Regions from separate parts of the Mus musculus genome. Here regions 1, 3, 4 and 5 are each linked to region 2. A link is a contact called in public HiChIP or PLAC-seq and promoter capture Hi-C data. All regions are on one chromosome and are shown on one strand. The core of a region is the stretch at or near the end of the contact, and the rest is flanking DNA. Distances in the headings are between cores, read along the strand shown.

Region 1 (2,700 bases), core at 13-2,512, 250 kb after region 2:
GGTCCTCAGGACCTATTCCCAAGAGCTACAACCCTAGCACTGCACCTTGCCAAAGCACCTCCCCTGACCCCAACAGAGTTCCCTCCACCACAGAGCTCCCCTTCCCCTTCAGAGAATCCCCTTGCCCAGCTCCTGACCTCTCACACAGGCTGTCTCGGTGGCCTGTTCCATCCAGGCTGTCGGAGGAAGCTGGTGGTGCCACAGTGGATGACAGGACAAACTGTCAGAGATAATGCCTCATTCAGGATCAGACTCACATGGCCTCAGCTGTCACTGCTGGGTCCTGGGTGGGGGAAGCTATGGGAAAGGGAGGCTGGTGACTTAACCCTTCTGGAACCAGCAGGCTGAGCCTGACCCTTCTCTCATAGGGCTGTACCCTTCCTTCTCTGTGGGTCAGGATCTGACCCCTAACACCGTTCTTCCTCTAGTTCCACCCTATCTCCGTCAGGCAAAAGAAGACGCATGCTCCAAGTCTCTCCTTCCAGTGCTGGTCGTCTCTGATGCAACAGGGCCCAACCCAAATTCCTCATCTTACCCTGAACCTGTTCCTCCTGTGTTCCTTTCTCAAGATGCTGTTACCACCCACCCTCCCTCTCGGCCCACTCCGGGGGCTCCTCAGCGCCTTCTGCTTTTGCCAATCCATGGCCCCAGGGGCTGTCTCTTGCCTCTAAACATATCTCTATCCAGTCCTGTTCTCGGCGCTCATCCAGAACCTGCCTGCTCCCCACGGGTCCATCCCCTGCTAAACGGCTCCACGTGTTCTCTAAGGCAGCAAAAGGAGGACTCAGGATTTGAACCGCAGCCTAGTCCTTCCCATCGTGGGAATGTGGGGAGGGATCTAACAGTGTTACTCATTTAACCTGTTCCCTACAAGACAGGCGGCATGACTCACATCAGGTAAAAATAAAGCTAGCACTGCCGGCAAGGAACCCAACTTCCGGCAGCAGGAGAGACCGATCCTGTAGGTGTCAGCTGCGAGTCCAGGAGGGACGGGAGTGGGGCAGGGAAGCCCCAGCTCACCTCTTAGAGGCTTTTTCTGAAAAGTGAGGACAGAGAAGTTAATTCTGAGGAGTGGGAGAAGTCATCTAACATACTCCTTTTAGACTTCCCACGGGGCAAAGGAGCTCAAAACATACTTTTTTGAGCCAGAGAGACTCGGGGTGAATCAGAACCCACATGGACCACACTGCCGAGACCACGTTTTTACTCCAACGAGACAGAGTAGGGGACCGCTCTGCCCTTTGCAGAGAGGTTGCCTGGCACGCAAGGTGGGTGGGGTAAATGCCCACGCCCCAAGGGTGGTTGGGGGAGGGACCGTGGGCGGAGTCTGTCCCAGCATTCCTCAGGACTGTGGCTTGCTCATCTGAAGGTGCTGACACCGTCTATTGGGGAACGACCCCAGCGTGGGTGGAGGTTCCCGGTAGTAGAACCCGTGAAAAAGGTGGGGGTGGGGCGTATGGGGCACTCACGGGACGCCTGGCTGTGCTGAATCCGATTTGAGCAGGCAGGACCCAGCAGGTTGGGCGCTCTAGGTCTGTTTCCGGGGAGACGCTTCACCTGCCTAACCTGCACCCAGGTGAGCTGGAAGGAGGGGGGGATTAACAGGTGCTGTTTCCAGGGCAGGGCCTGAGCCAATTGGCTGACGTGGCCCTGCGACTTCAGTGGGGCTGAGACATTCCTGGGAAGGGAGGGGCTTCTGTCCGCTGCTGGTAGGTCTGAAACACAATATGCAGATTGGGTCAGCAGGAGGAAAGAATGCTGGCCCTCTGCCCCAGTCTGAGCCCTAGCCCACCCCACAACTCCAACTTAATTTTACCTTCAGCCCCTCCCCGAAGATCTACAGCCAGGCCTGCAATCTTTGCACCCTGAGAGGCTGAGGCAGGAGGAGAGCCAGTAGGAGGTTCCAACTGGCCTGAAACCTCCTCATTCCAGCTGATTCTGGACTTTAGTTCTGAATCCCACTGTATCCTCAGCCCCAGCGTCCAGCATCAGCGATACCCCAAACCTAGCTCCAGCTCTGTCTTAGGCTTTCCCCCAATAAGCCCTTTGTTTATTTTCCTTGAGGCCTCAAGTGAGTGGCAGGATTAGCCTGCCCCATGAGTGGGTAGAGGCCTTTCAGGTAGACAGCTGGAGCTGGACAGTTGGATAAGTTTCACAACTCTTGACAAGGCAAAAGAAGCCCTTGCCCTTCAGCTGGACTGTCCCCCACCTACCTCCGGCCTCTCTCTGGCCGAGTCTGGCCAACTTGAATCATTGAGCTGAAATGCCTTGGCTGATCTGGCTGATCCGACTGCACTCACGACCCGTGTTTCTTCCATATTCATTCGCAACAGATCTTTAGTTAGTTAGCTTTCACCCCTGACCCAGAGGTGTATCCCCAGCCACTGCAGGGATAAGTACTAGTTTACTAACCACCATGACCTCAGCAGCCAGCGGTAGCCTGTACGCGTAGGGTAATCGATAAATGTTTGTTGAGTGGCTGGCTAAATAAAAGTGTGAACTGACTGACGGTGTGACTATTTTGACCTTTGAGCTTTTGGGATGAAACCAGAAGGACAAGTTGGGCCCAGGCTGTGTGGTCCTGGAGGGCCTCAGGGATGCATTTGGACAATGCTGGGTGTCCACAGGGGTGTTCAAGGTGGAACCGGGATATGGTTCAGGGCTCTGCTTCTAATCAGCAAGTCTGGGTCCTAGACACCA
Region 2 (2,700 bases), core at 50-2,549:
CCTCCCCCTCCCGGGGTAAGAAGAACCAGAGGGGCCGCATTCCGGAGACGTGGGGGAGGGGGCCTGACAGAGGGGGATTCAGAGACACCAAGCAGAGAGACACCTAAGGAGGGAGCTACAGAGACATGGAGGCACAGAGGCCCGGGGAGAGGGAACAGGGAGACCCGGGGAGAAGGAACACGGAGACTCGGGGAGAGGGAACATGGAAACCTGGGAGAGGGAACAGGGAGACCTGAAGAAAGGGAACACGGAGACCTGGGGAAAGAGGACAGGAAGACCAGGGAGAAAGAACCCGATACTCGGGGAGAGAAACAGAGACTGGAAAGGGAGAGAAACCCACGGCTGGACAAGCTGAGACCGCAGGGAGGAAGATCGGGAGGCAGTGAGCGACACAGGGAGCCGGAGACACCTAGGGAAACCGAGAAAGGCGCCGAGACGAAAACCCGGGCGCAGAGACTGGGGACCAGGCACACCCGAACGGGACGGGACGGGGCGGGACGCCGGGAGGCGACTGAGTGAACTTTCGGAGCGGGTCCGAGCGCACCCGTCCTCCCGGGACGAGCCGCTCTGGGGCCTCGAGGGCGCCGCTCGAGGTGGGGGTTGGGACCGCCCGGCCGGCCCCTCCCCGGGCCGCGCTCCGTACGGAGACCAGGGAAGGGGGGCTCGCAACTCACGCCCCGCTCGTCCCGGGGCCGCACGTGCGCCCGGTTGCCCGCGAGACCCGGCGTCGGCTGCGGCTCTTCCGCCGGCGGGGAGGGGGCGCCGTGGGACGGGGGAGGCGGCCTGGACCCGCCCGGGGCCGGCGGGGGAGGCTGAAGGCCGCCCCCGGAGCGCGACCGCGGCGGATGGGGAACCGGGCGCCCACCGGCGCGGGGAAACTTTGCACGGGGGGTGCGGGCTGCGGCTCAGGTGCGGCGGGGGCTCGGACGAGATCGCGGGCGCGGCAGGTGGGGGCGCGGCCCGGCCTCCGGGCGCCCCCGGGCCCGCCCCCGGCTCAGCTCCACGGACGCGGGGGCAGGGTGGGGATGGCGCGGAAGGGCCGCGCATCGAGGGGCCCGAAGGGGGCTCGGGGGGTCACTCACCGCCTCTCCGGGGGCCGTCGGTCTGCATGTCCCCCCTCGAGCCGCTGAGGCCGCCGTTCTCAGTCCGCCGCTGCCGCCGCCGTCGCCCGCTCCCGCCACCGCCACCTCCACCGCCGCCCGAGCAGGAGCCGGAGCCGGAGCCGGAGCTGGAGCCGGAGCCGCCGCCTCTGCCGCCGCCGCCGCCACCGCTCCCGCGCCAGCTCCAGCCGCGCGCGCCCGCCCGCCCGCGCCCGCGTCCCTGCCCCTGCCGTGCGCGTCCCCGGCGCCGCCCCTCCCCTCGTGCACTCTCGCTTGTAGAGGAGTGGAGCTGTAGGCCCAACGAGGCTGCAGACCAACCCCAAGTCTAAACCGCCTGGAACATCAAAATTGAGCTTAAACCTCAGGAACGAGCGTGGATAGAACCAAACTTAGACACAAAAGTCCAGACCCTCCCAAATCCTCACATGTACGTAATACTTCTCTAGGGTCCCCTGCCGCCAATCCAACCCAGAACCACCTTTAAACCTAATGTTGAGTCCAGACCCTAAAATTTGCCTAGCAATCAGAAAAAGTAGTAATTTTTTTTTTAACTGAACGCCTATAGTGTATGGACTCCAATTACAGATTCGAACACTAAATGGCTTCATTTCTTCTACCTGGCCTAAGTTTGATATTGATAGCAGCCCCAACCCTTGGTCTGAATGGAGTCCGGTATAGATATTGAGACCCTTATACAGAAGAAAATACTATGCTAAGGCAGCTGCCTCACACCGGAGCCCAGTGCTTTCATGTGTTCTAGTCTCTGCTTTATTTCTATCCCAGACAAGAACATTTCCCTGCTGGGATTCTTGATTTTTAAAGAAGATTTTTATTTATATATGTATTTGTGTGTGTACGCCAGTGTGTGTGTGTGCTTGTATATGCATATTCACCGTGTGGTGTTACAGGAGGGTGTGAGGAACCCAGTGTGGGTGCCGGGAACCAGACCCAAGTCCTCTGCTCTTGATTGCTGAACACTCCAACGCTGAAACTCTCAATTCCAATAGAAAAATTGGAACTGGGTCACCAGAGGAGTTGGGGAACACACCCTAATACAGACACTGATCTCAATACCTCTCCCATCTTGGTGATCTTTTAGTATAATAATCTGATCCAACTCTAATAATTGTGCAACCTGAGATGGGACTGGCTTTACAGAAACTCCACACGGACCTTTATCTCTACACCGCTCTTCCCCTGTGCTCTGATCTGAGGTCAACCCCACCCAGAGGCTAACCAATATCCCAACATCTACACTAATTCTAGCAGATATGAATGATCCCCGGTCTCAAGATCTGTTCAGTATACGCCTTAGCATTGAATTCCAGACTCCTTGTCCACAGCCACACCACCCTGAAACCATCCACTTGCATTTGAACTTCACTGACCTCATGTCAAATTCAAATGCACGTGCCACCGTGTCCAGTGTGTGCAGTGCTAGGGACTAAACCAATAACCTGCTTGAAGATTTATATTCCAAGCTGTGATTATAGGGACTTGGTGATCTCCAAACAAGAGCCAGCCTTGGCATCAAAGCCTTCAGGCTCCTCACGTGAAACTATCACTTAGAAAGTCATCAAGGTCACGCCAGCCATTTTCT
Region 3 (2,862 bases), core at 249-2,748, 200 kb after region 2:
GAACTCAGAAATCCGCCTGCCTTTGCTGCCCAAGTGCTAGGATTAAAGGCGTGCACTACCACTGCCTGGCCTACAGTTTTTTCTTATGGGCTTCCATACCTCCCAAGCTTGCACTTGCTACTCTGTTGACTACCTCTCTTAGGGAAACCCTTCATGACTTTTCTGGTCCTGTGGCAGAGTAAGCTGACTCTCTTCTCAGTGCTTCTCAAAAGCTCTTGATGTCTGCTTCTGTCTGGCCCTCATTCCTGGCCTGTGTTTCCCACCAGACAGAACCACTCAAAGGCAGCCTCTGACTTCTAGTTCTCTGGTCAGCAGACTGAAAGGACCTGCCACCAGCATTCAGAAGCTTCTCCATGCCCTCTGTACACACAGCTCCATTTAAACAACAAACGTATCAACCTTTGGGAGCCCAGCATCATTTAGTTGTCATATGATAGGTTTAGGTGTTGCCATATTCTCAACTAATGGAACATCATTGGTGCTAAATAAATTTTATTATTATTATTATTGTTATTATTTTGAGACTGGGTCTCTCTATGTAGTTCTGGCTGTCCTGGGACTTGCTATGTAGACCAGGCTGGCTTCGAACCTCAGAGATCTACCTGCTTTTGCCTCCTGAGTACTGGAGTTAAAGCCACCATGCTTGTCTGTCCAATGAATTATTGATTAAGCCCAACACAGTTACTCGTGAGGTCCAAGTTGATGGCTGACTTCTGCCCCTACTCACCTCTCCCCCCTCCAGGCAGTGATTCCTAGCACCTGCCTGAGTTTTCCCCACCCTGACCTCATTCTTGGTGGATCAAAATCGTCATGACGCTATGACGACGACGATGATGATGATGATGTCAGTTTCTGCTTGTCCCTGCAATTTTTAAGTTGTGTTAAAATACACATACCCTAGAATCTACCGTTAGAACCACTTGTAAACAGTCAATTCAGTGTTAATAAATGCATTCATAACCTCATGTGAACATCACCACCCATTTCCACAGCTCTTGTTTTTGTTTTTGACGTAAGGTCTCCATAAGTCTTTATGGGGCTAACATGGAGTCCTCTGTGTAGTCTAGGCTGGCCTTCCAAGTGCTGGGATTAAAGAAGTCCACCACCACACCCTAACTGAAATGCTACACTCATTAAACAATAACTCTCTATTTCCCTTCCCCCAACCCATGCTCACCACCATATTGTGAGGTCTATTGCTAGGCTAGGCTAGGGTTTCTTGGGGGTCGGGGGCTGGAATTAAGGCCTTGAAATCAAGAGTCAGGGAGGAGCTCTGCTCACTCCAGGGAAGACTTACCAACATGAGAGGCCAAGAAAAGAGTGGGGAGCAGCAAAGAGGATCCCCACCAGACCATACTCTGGAAGCTGCCCTGGGCCAGCCAAGGCCAGCTGGGCCCGGGGTCAGTTGCTGTGGGTCTGAGTGTTCAGCCTGTCCAGCTCAGTGCACCTCGGTGCTGGGGAGGAAGAGGAAATGATGGTTAGGGTAGGAGGGGTGGCAGGGAGAGAGGGTGGGAAGAGTTGTCGCCTGTAGTCCTCCCGTGTCCAGCCCCCACAAGCCCGGGATGGGTGTGGCCTGGAAGTCTCTGGAAGGGGGGGCATTAGAGGTGGGAGGCAGGTTGTGACAAGGACAGATCTGGGGATGGTTGGGCTCTCTCTCCCATCCCTTCGGTCCCTTCCATCTGCATTGCTGGAGCACGGGAGACAGGAAAGGGAGGAAGCCAGTGGCTTCCGCCTATTGAGAAGGTTTGGAGGCAGGACATTGTTCTGGGGTCTCCCCTCCTCCCAGCACACACACGCTGGGAGGAGGGGAGACACACACACACACACACACACAAATACAAAATGAGGCTCACGTGACTCTTTTTTTTTTCAAAAGTAAACAAGAAACGGTCTCTGTAAGGTTTTAATGCTCAGTTTTCACAAACACAAGTTTCTACCCAATTTTACAACACACGATAAAATGTCCTAGTCTGTAGACTGTGCATTAAGTGTTCACTTCGGTAGCACACACACTAGAATTTGCATTATTCAACTCTTCCTCATATTCTTTTCCAATCTTTTAAAATCACCAGGAGTTTCTACCTAAGTAATATTCTACTGTATTTACATTTGAGTTGCATGTCTTCCGAGATCGGGCGCGTTCAGAGTGGTATAGCCGTAGACGAGTTGCATGTCTTAAGAACAAACGGAAATCCATGATATTTTGGTTAACTCAGTGTATTTACAAAATGAAAAGCTCTATCAAAATACTTTTCACTGGAAAAATAAATAGAACAGGCATTGGATCTACCAAAGTTCATATTCACTTTGGCCGATGTCAGTGTGGGACAGTTCATGACAGCACAATTTACCCTGATTTCCCCAGAGCTGACCAGCTTCCAAGCTAACTGTTAAATTATTTTACTGAGATTTTATTATGTTGTTATCTGGTTCATTCCAGATCATTGTCAGCCAGGCTCTGAGCACTTACAGTTCTCTGACTAACGGTCGGAAGCTTGGTCAGGAGCATCTGGAACACTGGTGGTGGAAGAGTCTGCTGGAACACTTGCAGCAGCTGCGGAGGCAGCAATGGCATTTGTCAGGTGGTCCACACCCTTCTCGTAGTCACCTTGTGCTAATAACCCTTCACCAAGCTGTGTCTCTTCAAGGAAGAATTTCTGAACTGCTTCAGCGTCTTTTAAATCAGGAAACTTGGTGTATTAGTCAGGGTTCTCTAGAGTCACAGAACTTACGGACAGTCTCTAGATAGTAAAGGAATTTATTGATGACTTACAGTTGGCAGCCCAATTCCCAACAATGATTCAGTCGCAGCTGTGAATGGAAGTCCAAGGATCTAGCAGTTACTCAGTCTCACGCAGCAAG
Region 4 (2,707 bases), core at 71-2,570, 140 kb after region 2:
TTCAGGCTATGGCTTGAGAATGACATTTCAGGGACATGGGGGTCTAGTATACAATGATACAGAAGCTGGGTTTGGAAGTAAATTCTCTGCTGGTTGTTTTTTTTTTTTTTTTTTTTTTTTTTTTGGTCAAGAGTAGGTGCTAACAGGTAAACAGGTAATCTAAAGAATGCTGAAAACTATACTCTGGCCTTCATCTCTTATCAATGCCTAGGTAACCAAATCCACCAATTATGAACCTATTATCCTTCCTAGCCACTGCCTCTTCTAAATTCCTCAACTCTCTGCCTACTTACATCATCCAGTTGTCCAAGCTGTAATTGAGTCTTTATAGGAAAGACAGATTTCATGCCATGCAATAGTTGGACTATCTGGTGCTGGGGTGGGTGGGTGGTGGTACTGAATTGACATCTAACTCCTCCCCCACCCCTACCCCTGCAACGTTGTCTGGCTTTCCCAACCCCATCTGTTACCTCTTCAGACCAGCTGTTTTCCTCTCACCTGGTCTCTCTAGTACCTTGTACCTGGGTTATAAGTTATGTTAGTGTGGGGAGCAGAGCTTAATGTGGTTTCGCTCACTGTAGATGGCCAGTAAATGTCTGACAGATGAGATGAGCTGCCTCAAAATTCTTGTTTTCTTCTGCTTCTAGAATAAGTCAGGCAGCCTCATTTGGCCTCCAAGATCTACTACATTGAACCACAGCCAATTTCACTTGCTACCCCCACCCCCACCCCCTTTCACTACCTTGAAGGCCAGTTTAGACAGTGATTCACAGTTCTTGCCTGGGGCCACTTGTATTCTCCCATCTCCGTTCCAGGAAATCCTCTCTGTGCCTCCTAAAGCTAGGACTCATCCAAGTTTATAGGCTCTGAGAAGCATGGTGGTGGCCGACTGCTGCCTCCCGCTAAAGCCTCCCGCCACCCCAATCAGCCCTTAGTAGGCACAGCTGGCCCTCCTCTTCCAGGAAAAGCCTTGAGGGAACGGTTGAACCCTGGAAATTTCCCGTAATCATAAGCCGCGACTGTCACAAAGCAGACAGGAGATGAGTGGGTCCTCATGCTGGACTGGACAGAGGACCACGAATGGGGCCATGCAGGCTGAACCTCAAGAAGAAGCTGGGTGCGGGCCAAGCCATAGTCATCGGCGGGACAGGCTGAGAGATGCGAAGGAAGGGGTGGAGAGCTGGGGCTGGGTGTGCTTCCTGCCCCGGGATCTGGCGACCCGCCCCTGCTCCCGCCCTGGCGGCCAGGCAGGCGCTGGACGGCCCCTCCTGCCTCGGCCAGCCGCCCAATCAGCAGGCGCCCCCCGCCCGGCCCGCCCCCTCCCCCTCTGGTGACAGAAAGTCGGCCCAGCAGATGAGGAAGTGGCCGGCAGGCGGCCCTGGGGACTTCTCTCCGGCCCTGATCCCTTTGAACCCTTCACTGCTGCCCGCCTGGTTTCCACTGGTGAGTGTGTACCTTCCATGGCTCCCCACGTGCCAGCGCCCCCTGCCTGGCTGGCCAGGCTAGCCCTGCCCTGCCTGCCTTGCCCTGCCCTGCCCAGGCTGTGGGCGAGGCTGTTCCTGGGGCGAGTGGGTGGGAGGTCCCAGGCACTGGGGCTGGGCCTGCCCACAGGATCCCTCCCCGGCACCTTGGCCCCTGACCCCCATTTGCTCACACCTAGTTCTTTTTCAGCACCTCCTGGCCTTCCACCCTTTGCCCACTCCTCTCTTTTCCCTTCCTGCCCCATGCCGGTGCCCTTTTTCTTTTCCATCCATCTTAAGGGAACTGGCTCTGTTTCACTGCGGGAGGGGGGTGGTGCGCACCCGGGTTTCCCTCAAACTTAGGGAGAGATCCTCAGAAGTCTGGACTCCCTCTTGCCCTCTGGGTCACTGTGTATCTCCCGGTGTTAAGTGGTGGTGAAGGGCGAGTGAATTGGAGGAGGTGGTTGAGGGAGGAGATAAGGAACTGGCAAGCTCACGTGTGTCAGAGCACATGCCTAAGTGCTAGGCCCCACTCCAACATAAGCCACCAACCAAAGTCTAACTGTAGGAAGAAATGAGTGTCACTCACCAGAGAGCTGTGTGTGCAGAAGGGAGGTGTGGGTGAAGATGTACCCATGCCTGGTCAGCTGTATGTCCCGCGGTTAATGCAATCCCTGACAGGTGTGAAGTTTAGGAGCCTGGCATGTCCGAGTCCAGTAGGGAGGCCTGTTTGGGTGATGTGGTCAACAAGATATGCCTGGACTGTGTGTGGATGTATGCTGGCTAGCTCCTGGCGCGGTATGCATGTCTCTGGGGGTGGTTGAGAGCGGTGTGATGAAGGTACATATTACTGTGTGAGAGCGTGGATGTGGATGGTAGAACTCAAGCCCCAAGGCTGGAGATTGATGGAGAGCAGCTGGAGCACTCCGCTTGTTGGGCAATTGCCGGAGTCCTCTGGGACAAAGTCCTAGGCTCTCCTGGGTCTAGGCTAAATTTTTGTATCCCTATAAACTTTCCCTTGGCATTCCTTCCAACTTTGAGGAGGAGGGGACCTAGCCCATGAGGCTCCCTCCCAGAAGAGGGAAAGATTCCTGAGACCTCCCCCACTCTCCCACCTCCTCACATACCACTGGTGTCCTCACCCCTCCCTGGTAGGGAAGGGTGATGCCCATTCTAAAGTAGGACAAACTAAGAATTCATGGCTGGTTTGGGAGAGAATGCTGGGTGTGGATTTTTTAGCAGTTCTG
Region 5 (2,700 bases), core at 160-2,659, 230 kb before region 2:
GCCCAGTGTCATCCCAGAGTGCAGGAGACAGAGCTGGGGAACCGGCCAGGGCAAGCGGGGCAGCTAGACAGTGAGCTCAGAGCTCGGCACAAGACCCTGCTTCAAAATACAAAGTGTAGGTCAAGGAAGACACTTGATGTCAACCTTAGCCCTGCGCACAAACACACATACACACACACACACCCAGATGCAAAAAAATAATAAAATTTTAAGTACCTGATTTTCACTGGTTGACATTTTTCCAATTGTAATTTACTTTCTTCTCACTCATAAGCAATCCTGATCTAATAATCTGTTTTTGAAATTTTTTGATCCACATATTAAAAAAAGCTAGACCTTACTTGAATAACTAAAGAGCAGTAATTGCTGGTAGTGGCTGCCTTTGGTGGCAAGACTCTACAAAATGTCCACAGTGAACATGTGTTATTTGCATCAAGTGGGTGGGGGTGGGGCCGGGTACTGGCGCTCACTGGAGTCCCAGCTATTTGAGCTGAGGTGGGAGAGTTTTACTTGGGACCAGAAATGAGTGTGTGTGTGTGTGTGTGTGTGTGTGTATGTGTGTGTGTGTGTGTGTGAGAGAGAGAGAGAGAGAGAGAGAGAGAGAGAGAGAGAGAGAGAGAAGTGGGGTGAGAGGGGAGGAGGAAGGGGAGAAGAAAAAGATTAAAAATAACTGCTCCAGCGCACACTGGCTGGTATTGGAGCCAAGGCACGGCAGGTTCCAGATCTCTTCCATTGTTTGTGGTGAGGGTTGTTCGGCTTTTCAGTTACTGGGGCCATCCTGAGAGCTCAGAGCAGTTACATCAACTCCTGGACAACCCAATTTCACTTCTCTTCTTTTCTTCTTCCTTCCTTCCCACAGTTTGTTCCTCGGTCCCAGGGATGGAGCCCAGGGCTTTGCACAGGCTAGGCAGCATTCCCTCATCAGCTCTAGGCCCCTTGCCGCAAGCATTACCAAGCACCAATGCTCAGTAAGAGAGGTCTCTGCCTCGCAGGCCAGGAAGACGGACAAGGTACAGGTAAAGAGTGATCGATGAGGGTCTTGGGAGGGAAGCCTGGAGGGGAAGGTCGCCGTCTCCTGGGAAGCTGAGTCTCTGCAATGGTCGCTGTGCTCAGGGAGCATGCGTTTTCAGAGTTGAGATGTCATGAACAGGGGGTGAGTGACATATTCATGCTCTGTGTAAGTTCAAATAAATTTTGTTTTCAGTCTTAAAGGCATAGACCAGTTTGGTGATTCATTATTTGTGTTTATTCTAAAGGATGTAAGATTATTTTAGTTATAAACCATGATGACAGCTTACGGGAAAACTTAGCATTCAACAAAAAGAGACGTTTGCTTTGCAAGCAACAGAGCAAGAATCCAGATTTCTCCCTCTGAAGCTAACAAATAAGTCATTTTTACTTGAGCGTTCCAGGCTCCAGCTGTTCCTGGCTCCTAGGCCAGAGGCGGGCGGCCATGTGGTGTGTTGCACAAATGACCAAACAGAATCCCAGACCAAAGCATGACAGAGCTCGCTGCACAATGAGGAAAGCTAGAATTTACTGGAAGCTTTTTATTACGGTCAGATGTTTCCTGTGTCTGGTTTCTGAAGCAGAATGTGGAGACTACGGAGGGGTAGGGAAGAGAATGCAGCCCATAGTCTTAGGTTTTGCCCAGGCTTTGAAAGCCCCAGGCATGTGTGAATGAGCTGCACTCTGGGGTGCCGCCTGCCTGCTACCCTATATGTTCCACATCTAGATCTTCTGCTATCCACCCCGTGCGAGCTTCAGGAGTGGGAGAATGAGGAGCAAACAGACTGTTCCCAAGCAAACAGGTAGAATTCAAACACGTAAACTAACATGTCCCTGTGATAAGACAGAAAAAAAGAGAGATTCCGCTGCTCCTTAATACAGAAAATACTATATCCTGCACACCACAGTAACAACAACAGAGACACGCAGAGTAAGAACGTGAGTGTTCCTGTCCTCAAGAAAGTCACGTTAGTGGGCGAGGGGTGAAATGCCAAGTATGTAAAATGAAGGAAGCCATTTCTCACAGGGGTGGTTGATTGATATGACACAACGTTAAAAGGCCAAGGGGGAGGAGGAAGAACAGACATGACCCATGGCGTGTTAGGGCATGGGGACGGTGACCTGAAGACAGGAGCCATCAGAAGCAAAGGCTAGAAGGGAGTTCTCGGCTGAGGGAGGGCACGCCCCAGAACCTCCTGCACTTAGGGTCAGAGTGGGCCTGACTGCTGCAGTGGAGAAAGCAGGAAGGTGGGAAGTGTTCTAAGAAAGAACCGGCCACATCTGCCTGAGGCTGTGGAGAGACGGCTATGTCCTGCGCCACAGCAGAATTTTTCTATTTAAAAACAATTTTCATGTGTTCGAGTATTTTTAAGATTTATTTATTTTTATTTAATGTATGAATGTTTTCCTTCCATGAGCACCACGTGAGTTCCTGTTCCCCAGGGATGCCAGGAGAAGGTAACAGATCCCTTGGAACTGGATATAGCCGGTTGGTTGTGAGGCAACACGTGGGAGCTAGGAACTGAACCTGGGTCCTCTGAAAGAGCAGCAAGTGCTCTAACTACTGAGCCATCTCTTCAGCCCATGTATGGGTGTCTTGCTTGAGTACAAGTCTGTGCACCACTTGTGTGCCTGGTACCCACGGAGGCCAGAAAAGACAGTTGGGTCTCCTGGGATTGAGAGTCGCAGATG

The links. Promoter capture Hi-C pulls out the DNA fragments that hold promoters and counts their contacts. HiChIP or PLAC-seq counts read pairs in DNA pulled down with a chosen protein or histone mark. Capture Hi-C pulls out chosen DNA fragments and counts their contacts.
Region 1: a promoter capture Hi-C map of adipose tissue shows a contact between it and region 2. The contact joins the promoter of Tmem125 here to the promoter of Ptprf in region 2. A contact is called at or near these places in 3 of 39 promoter capture datasets (the 3T3-L1 cell line, hippocampal neurons and liver), 1 of 484 Hi-C or Micro-C datasets (embryonic stem cells), 2 of 115 datasets of contacts at active chromatin or transcription factors (embryonic stem cells and pancreatic cancer cells) and 2 of 9 other capture datasets (adipose tissue and embryonic stem cells).
Region 3: a contact with region 2 is called in a promoter capture Hi-C map of liver. The contact joins the promoter of Tie1 here to the promoter of Ptprf in region 2. A contact is called at or near these places in 4 of 39 promoter capture datasets (cranial neural crest, frontonasal cranial neural crest and liver), 1 of 115 datasets of contacts at active chromatin or transcription factors (embryonic stem cells) and 1 of 9 other capture datasets (liver).
Region 4: a contact with region 2 is called in a CTCF HiChIP or PLAC-seq map of the NIH/3T3 cell line, with 9 read pairs. The contact joins the promoter of Elovl1 here to the promoter of Ptprf in region 2. A contact is called at or near these places in 5 of 39 promoter capture datasets (the 3T3-L1 cell line, 3T3-L1-derived adipocytes, the HPC-7 cell line and 1 more), 1 of 15 datasets of contacts at CTCF or cohesin (the NIH/3T3 cell line), 5 of 484 Hi-C or Micro-C datasets (the N1E-115 cell line, embryonic fibroblasts, embryonic stem cells and 2 more), 2 of 115 datasets of contacts at active chromatin or transcription factors (embryonic stem cells and pancreatic cancer cells) and 3 of 9 other capture datasets (adipose tissue, liver and pancreatic islet).
Region 5: a CTCF HiChIP or PLAC-seq map of the NIH/3T3 cell line shows a contact between it and region 2, with 7 read pairs. The contact joins the enhancer-like site here to the promoter of Ptprf in region 2. A contact is called at or near these places in 4 of 39 promoter capture datasets (hematopoietic stem and progenitor cells, hippocampal neurons, liver and 1 more), 1 of 15 datasets of contacts at CTCF or cohesin (the NIH/3T3 cell line), 1 of 484 Hi-C or Micro-C datasets (embryonic stem cells), 4 of 115 datasets of contacts at active chromatin or transcription factors (embryonic stem cells and pancreatic cancer cells) and 1 of 9 other capture datasets (adipose tissue).

What each region holds. Positions count from the first base shown.
Region 1 is chr4:118,542,464-118,545,163 of GRCm38.p6, forward strand. Tmem125 (transmembrane protein 125) reads right to left here and starts at 1,263. Exons shown (of 4, transcript NM_172383.3): 1 at 1,137-1,263; 2 at 893-1,036; 3 at 138-297.
Region 2 is chr4:118,290,098-118,292,797 of GRCm38.p6, forward strand. It overlaps Ptprf (protein tyrosine phosphatase, receptor type, F), which reads right to left and starts at 1,300. Exons shown (of 33, transcript NM_011213.2): 1 at 1,083-1,300.
Region 3 is chr4:118,488,351-118,491,212 of GRCm38.p6, forward strand. Tie1 (tyrosine kinase with immunoglobulin-like and EGF-like domains 1) reads right to left here and starts at 1,499. Exons shown (of 23, transcript NM_011587.2): 1 at 1,298-1,499. The coding sequence starts at 1,355. It also overlaps the pseudogene Gm12859.
Region 4 is chr4:118,426,773-118,429,479 of GRCm38.p6, forward strand. It overlaps Elovl1 (elongation of very long chain fatty acids (FEN1/Elo2, SUR4/Elo3, yeast)-like 1), which reads left to right and starts at 1,321. Exons shown (of 8, transcript NM_019422.3): 1 at 1,321-1,443.
Region 5 is chr4:118,056,847-118,059,546 of GRCm38.p6, forward strand. All of the region lies in intron 2 of St3gal3 (ST3 beta-galactoside alpha-2,3-sialyltransferase 3), which reads right to left. Among named protein-coding and RNA genes, the nearest start is that of St3gal3, 77 kb to the right of the region's middle. Within about 2 kb of position 1,410, at least 44 of the 459 cell types and tissues checked have an H3K27ac peak or open chromatin away from gene starts, as enhancers often do. A contact at or near this core is called in the NIH/3T3 cell line, adipose tissue and pre-B cells, where this site is marked.